Regions from separate parts of the Oryctolagus cuniculus genome. Here region 2 is linked to region 1. The links are chromatin contacts, called in public Micro-C maps. All regions are on one chromosome and are shown on one strand. Each heading gives the region's core, a stretch centred on a gene start, on an enhancer-like site or on the middle of the called end of the contact. The rest is flanking DNA. Distances are from core to core; before and after follow the strand shown. Region 1 holds the start of TIMM10 (translocase of inner mitochondrial membrane 10). Region 2 holds the start of P2RX3 (purinergic receptor P2X 3).

Region 1 (3,463 bases), core at 633-3,132:
GGTGTGCCAGTGCCGCTAGGTGGAGGATTAGCCTATTGAGCTAATTAATTTTTTAAGTGATTAGCTTTGAGAGAGAGTACTGAGTGGGGAAAAACATGAGACAATGTTTTCAAGTGGGGGGAGCATTTTATATCCTGATCTGAGTGGTGGTTATGTGAATATATATAATCAAATTCAGTTTTAAGATTTGTGTATTTTACACACTACGTGTGACACCCTCTGGGAGTATTCTTTCTTCATGCATGATCTGCACTCTGGTGGTTGCTCTGGGCAGGGAGTAAGCCCTCACACACCTTCTACACCAAATAAACTCAAACCTCTCAGACTGGAATGGAATTATCTGGCTGCATATGCTCTGCTATGCCTCAGTCTTAAAAAAAAAATCGGGACCCATGGGGCTGGGACTGTGGCATAATGGGTGAAACCACCACCTGCAGTGCTGGCATCCCATATGGGTGCCAGTTCGAGTCCCGGTTGCTACGCTTTAGATCCAGCTCCCTGCTAATGTGTTTGGAAAAGCAGGAGAGGATGGCCCAAATTCTTGGGCTCCTCAACTCACGTAAGAGACCTGAATGAAGTTCCTGGCTTTGGCCTGGCCTGGCCCTTGCTATTGCAGCCATTTGGGGACTGAACCAGAAGGTAAAAGATTTTTCTTTCTCTGCCTCTTTCTCTGTAACTCTGCTTTCAAATAAATAAATAAATCTTTTTTAAATAAATCAAGACCTAATGTTTACTAAAAATGAGTCTTCTATTGTCTTGGACAATACCGAAATACACTAGTACAATGACCACATATAAAATAGCCAGGCCACCTTCTCCAACAGACACTGTGCCCTGTTTGTTATTATTTATTTATTTGAAAGGCAGAGTAACAAAGAGCGAGAAGGACAGAGGGATACTTCTCCATCTGTTGGTTTACTCCCCAAATGGCTGCCAGGAAGATAGGAGCCACCAGCTTCTTCGGGTCTCCCACATGGGTGGCAGGGGCCCAAAGACTCAGGCCATCTTTGGCTGCTTTCCCAGACAGGGAGCTGGATGGGAAGCGGAGCAGGAGGGACACAAGAACTGGAACTGCATGTGGTGGCTTAACCTGCTGCACCACGGTGCTGGCCCATGCATCACTAATTTACATCTTGTAAGTCTAGTTTACCAGGAATTGTGTGGAAAATCAGAGAATTAAGTGTTACAAGGTGGAGGGTTGGTACTGTGGCTACCATAGCAGGTTAAGCCTCTGCCTGCAGTGTTGGCATCCCATACGGGAGCCAGTTGGAGTCCCGGCTCTTCCACTTGCGATTCAGCTCCCTGCTAGTGCACCTGGGAAAGCAGTGGAGGATGGCCCAAGTACTTGGGCCCCTGAACCCACATGGAAGACCTGGAAGAAGTTCCTGTCCCCTGGCTCCCAGCTCCTGCCTGGCCCAGGCCTGGCTGTTGGTACCTTGGGGAAGTGAACCAGTAGATGGAAGATCTCTTTCTCTCCCCCCTTCTACCTCTGCCTTTCAAATAAATAATAAATCTGGAAAAAAAAAGTTACAAGCGTTCTTCAAAGAAATCACGAGAAATTGAATTTAGTTTATTTTGGTGCAAAAATTTTTTTAAACTGATCCATACAAGGGGTGTGCAAAAAGTTCATAAAAAATGTGTATTCTGGCCGCAGTGCGCCGGCCGCGGCGGCCATTGGAGGGTGAACCAACGGCAAAAGGAAGACCTTTCTCTCTGTCTCCCTCTCTCACTGTCCACTCTGCCTGTCAAAAAATAAAAACTTAAAAAAAAAAAAAAGAAATGTGCATTCTAGGAAAATTATGCACAGATTTCTTTTTTTTTTTCAACAGAATAAACATATTTTAATTGCATTTTCCTTTTTAAGTATCTGTGTGGTTGGGGGGGGGGGTGTGCGGTGCACATCAGTAAGCACAGTAAGTTCTGCAAGACAAGAGGTCACCGGTTCGCGCTGTCTCCTAGACCACGCGCACTGTTAGCTCCGTGGTAGCCGAAATTGCTCCAATTCGTCTCTTCACGGCTCGGGGCGTCTCTTAGATGTCGGCTAAAACGTTCTGCACGGGTAAGCTTTCGACGAGCAAGGACTGAAATCTGCAGCCCCACGGGCGGCTTCACGACCTACACACAACGTCCATGAAGCACTGGTTCTCAAAGTTAAAAGTTTTACCCATGCCTGGGTCCTACTACTAGAAACTCTGACTTAATTGGCATTAGGTGAAGCCGCCCGGGCGTCGGCAGCTTTTTTTTTTTTTCCTTCCAGGTGGTTTTAATGTGCGACGAAAGCTGAGAACCGCCATTTGGGGGCGTTCTTCCTTCTGCACGCAAGAGCTGGGCTCCGGCATCTGACGGGTGAAGTTCACCGACCTCGGTCCTCACGCCCTTCCTACCCAAATAAACCTCTCCGAGACAACCGGAAGGACTAGACTGGGGCTCTCAGCGGGGTGCAACCGCTCTGCACCCCACCCAAGCCTCTATGGTACTTTGACGTCCTCTCTAGCATTTGAAAGCCGCTTTCCCGTCCGGCCGGGCCGTTGCTCCCTCTCTATGGTAGCCGATTTCCCGGCACCCCTTGTTGGGGTTTCCTTCCGGTTCGAAGAGGTGGGACTTCACTCCCGGAAGTGGCCCACGTGCTTCCGCTTTAGTTCCCCGGAGCACTGGGTAAGTGTCTAGTATTTGCCCGAAGTTGGGGACGCCGTGTACTTTGTGGCTCGCCCCAGGCCGTGGTGAGTGAGCCGGGATCTCTGACTTCTGGGTGACCCTGATGTCGCCATTTCAGAGAAACAGGCTTTGGGGTGTGTCCTGGGCAGGTCGGTTCCGCGTTTGATCGAGTTCCCAGGGTCTCGGAGGGTCAGGCCCGCGGTTTCGTGTTCTGTCCATTTCTTGATCTTTTCCTGGACCGAGGTGACCTGGAAGCACTGGGACATCAGGTGTCTGGGGTTCAGTTTCCAGGCCCGCCATTGGCGCCCTGTGTAACCTTGGGGTAGACCGTGTTTCCTTTTAGACCCGTGTCCACATCCGTGAGACGGCACGGTCAAACGCACTGCCGTTGTGATGTTCTGTGGTTCCTTCGCGCTCCCCAGGCCCTGGGGTGGGAGGCTGACGGTGCTGTCTGTCCCTGGGCCAGGAGGCCGGAGGAGAGCCTCTTCACCGGCTGCGCTGAGATGGATCCGCTCAGGGCCCAACAGCTGGCTGCGGAACTGGAGGTGGAGATGATGGCTGATATGTACAACAGGTAAGGTCTAACAAAGCTTTTGTTAGCGTAGAGCAGCCCAAAGCCCCTGCTCATCCTCCCGACGTGGACCCCTTGGCTGACACTCATGCTGACCTGTTACCAGAACGGTTGGGCATTTATTTACTTGAAAGGCAGAGAGAGGAATAGGTCTCCTATCTGCTCCCCAGGTGCGTGCAGCAGGCCAAAGCCCAGAGCCAGGAACTCAATCCATGCCGCCTGTGTAGACGGCAGGGA
Region 2 (3,463 bases), core at 390-2,889, 180 kb after region 1:
TTACCATCTCCCCTGTTTCCAGGCCTCCCCCAGGCTCCCTCGCCTTTTTGAGACCCCAAAGAGCTGATTGAGGGGACTGGGAGGATGTGGGGAGGGGCTGGCTGTTCTCTGGTGGGGGGGTGGCTGGAAGAGAGAGAGAAAGTAGAGGAGAGGGGCCACCTGGGATTGCTCCCGGTGGAGGGCAGTGCCAGGCCAAAGACCCCACTCCTTGGAGTGTGGATCTAGAAGTCATTCTCCAACTCTGGAGGACTTACTGGGGAAAAGTATTCACCTGGGGGCCAGATCCCAGTGCGTGGGGCTGACGCTAGTCTGTAGGAAGTGGCTGCACAGTGCAAAATGTTTCCCCCAAAAGGCAAAGCCCGTAAACCTGAAGAGCAGCCCTGTGGGATGGAGGGAGGGCAGGACACCAGGACAGGGTCACAGACTCACCCCACGAAGTAGGAGATGATCAGAAGCTGCACGGCTCGGTTGATGATCCCGATGGTCCAGCTCTTCACAACCACCGACTTGGTGGTCTCATAGGTGAAGAAGTCTGATACACAGTTCATGCTGCCAGAGAGCTCAGGGGCCCCTGGGAAGGGGCCCAATGGCAGCTCAGGAAAGACAGGTCCTCGGGGCCAGGAAGCCTGGAGCAGGTAGCTCAGAGGGGCTCCAGGAATGGGAAACCTGTTCCTTTAAGCCAGACAACCCCAGCCCAGTGCCCAGGCTCTCTCTGCTCTTGACACTCTGGCTGCCAAGAGTCCAGGGCCAGGGCGGGGGACCCCCTTTTTATTTGTCTCCACCCCACTCTCCTGTGATGTCACGGCAGGGGTGGGGTCTCCAAGCCTGGGCTCCTGATTGCCTGGGATGCAGCTGGCTAGGGCCCTCTGGGACTCGTGTTTTATCTGCACTCTGTCTATCGCTTCTGTTCCGATCTCTTCTGTTGCATCCTCATCCCAGCTCACCAGCTGCTGTGAGCTCTCCCTAAAGCCCCTTGCAAATGCCCCATCCCCCAGCCACCTAATAATCCGCCTGAACTGGGTAGCCCCTTTCATCTGTGAGTGCCTGTCTCGTTCCACCCAATTCTGCAGCCACCCCCTCCCTCCCTGAGTTGCCTCCAACAGCATGAGTTGGGGGGGAGGGTGTGTCTTCAATATTTTCCTGGATCTCTTGGGAGGGAGTAAATAGCATAGAGTCACATATTTTTAAACTGCAGTTGATCACAGCTAAAGCTCTACCTGTAGCATAGCAGTTATATATACATATATATATAAAACTTATACAGCAGTTATATATACATATACATACATATATATATATATATATATATATATATATATAGCAGTTATATGGATATACACACTCTCAGGTCATTTGTTGGATTATGCTTCCCTGGAAGGCTGGAGTTGTTTTCAGCTTGTTCACTGAAATCCTAGAAGTGTGTTGGATTAATTACAGCCCCCGGTACACTGAATTTATATTCAGATAATGTTAGAATAGCCACTACCCAGAGGTTAAAAGCCATGATTTTGGGGTGGTGGTGGGGGCAACGGTGTGTTGTCTCTTATCCCAGGACTGAGTTAGCAAGCTGGTGTAACCAGCGTCAGGGAAATCTTGAGTTTAAATATCCCGTGTAACGAATGCTTTTCTGCAGGACACATGGGCTCAGTGGCTCGGGACGTAAAACCACTGTGGTTACAGCAGAAGAGAACGGGACCGGAGTCCGAGGCGGCTTCCTGTCTCCACCTGGGTGGCCGACTCCCAGAGCCGCTGGGCAACTGCTCTCCGCAGGAGGCTGGAGGAGATAAACTCCAAACCTCTCTCCCAGCTCAGGCCGGCTCTGATTTTGCAAGGTGCACCTCTTCCAAGATGAGCTCATGTGGTTTCCAATCAGTTCTGGCTCTAAGGTGAACCCGACACCAGCGCTCGAACTCGATCCTGCCATTTGCCAGTCACTACCAGCGCCACTGCGGTTACAGAGGTGCAGAATTTGGGTGTAGACGGTGAACTCATTTCAGAAAGGATCAATCCCACTTAGCAGGGGGCAGCCGGCCAGCAGGCCTGCCACAAAGGACACGAACGCCCGCACGCGTTTCTCTCCGCAACTCTGAGGTATTTTTCTTCGTGTTCCACAGCTTCCTTTCTACCCCTAGAAATTAACCCCTACAGAAATTAACCCCCCAACCTCCGAAATCTGACAAAAATAAAGCCACGGTACACGATTTCCCTTTAGGATCCAGTCTCCGCTTGACGTGTCCGCAACGTTCTAAGAAGCCCGATGAGCCTTCATTTTCTAGTCAGTCGGACTTCACCGCTACCGCCCCGGCCTCGGGTCCTCCAGCGTCGCCGTCGCTCTAGGCGACTGTCTCTGCGGCGGGCCTGGTTGGCGTCTCTCTAGCCAGCTCATCCTCTCGATGGTCAGTGCGCGGCTTCCGGTGGCGGGACGCGGGGCCGCGCACGCGGGAAAAGCTTCCCCAGCTAACTCCCGTTCCCCGCGTCCCCGCCCCCCTCCCCCGCATCCCCCGAAGCGCCCACCGCCCGCGCCCGGCCCGTCGCGAGGCTGCAGCTTGAGGAGGTGGGTGGTCGTCGTCCCTGGGCCCCGCTCCCCCGCGGGACGCTCCGAATGGGCCGTTCCGCGTTCGAATCTGCAGGCAGCGGGCGAATCCATTTTAGCAGGAGGGGAGAACCATGAGGGCCAGGATGGAACCTAGCGCTCTGAGCTGGGTTGGGGCGCGGGAGATGTGCACGCTGCGGGCAGGCCTTGGGGTTCCGCTGCTCGTTACCATGGCTCCCGGTGTGGCGCGCAGAGAGGGTGTTGGCTTGGGGTGGTTCTGCGGGCCTGGGATTACCGGGGCTGACCCCCGGAGCACGGCACAGCCGGCCTGTTGGTTCCCGGGCAGAGGAGAGTCTGTGAACCCCCAGGGGCGGCCACCTGGCTCCATCCGTGAGCAGAGCGCGGCGCTGCGTTTCATGACTCTCTCTTGAATTCAGATTCCCAACCTGCTGACCATCTGCACACTCACCCAGGACTTGGGGCCCAGCGCCCAGTGTATTCGGTTTCCCTTGTGAGGCCTAGGGCTCTGCCCAGGCCACCAGGGGCAGGTCAACATGGCAGAGACACTGGAGTTCAACGATGTCTATCAGGAGGTGAAAGGCTCCATGGTGAGAAGGGCTTGCGTTTTTAATAGAGATGGAAGGAGGGAGCGAGCTAAAGTTGATGTACATGAACGAGAGCTTGTCCTGGTGACGTTTCTACTGGGAAAAGGAAGTCTCTGTATAACGTGCACCTGGTGTTTCCCCCCAATAAAAGGCAATTCTGAAAAGTCGCGAGAGTTGTAGGATCTCAGGGTGTGAAGGGACCGTATTTGCTATTCTGTGTTTCAAACGAGGAGACTGATGGCCTGCGCAGGTTCTGGATGCCCGAGCCAGGTGCAGAACCGAGACTTCCTGGACACTTGTGTCTCTTTACTGGTCCTCGCTTCAG

What was found. A called contact is a pair of places that touch in the nucleus more often than the background predicts.
Region 2: a Micro-C map of ear pinna shows a contact between it and region 1, with 5 times the contacts expected there. The contact joins the promoter of P2RX3 here to the promoter of TIMM10 in region 1. A contact is called at or near these places in 2 of 6 Hi-C or Micro-C datasets (ear pinna and an unstated tissue).

What each region holds. Positions count from the first base shown.
Region 1 is chr1:14,597,360-14,600,822 of mOryCun1.1, forward strand. TIMM10 (translocase of inner mitochondrial membrane 10) reads left to right here and starts at 1,883. Exons shown (of 4, transcript XM_008271405.4): 1 at 1,883-2,059; 2 at 2,258-2,655; 3 at 3,122-3,229. The coding sequence starts at 3,159.
Region 2 is chr1:14,782,493-14,785,955 of mOryCun1.1, forward strand. It overlaps P2RX3 (purinergic receptor P2X 3), which reads right to left and starts at 1,640. Exons shown (of 12, transcript XM_051854032.2): 1 at 430-1,640. The coding sequence starts at 548. It overlaps SSRP1 (structure specific recognition protein 1), which reads left to right and starts at 3,000. Exons shown (of 16, transcript XM_070070311.1): 1 at 3,000-3,141. The coding sequence starts at 3,088.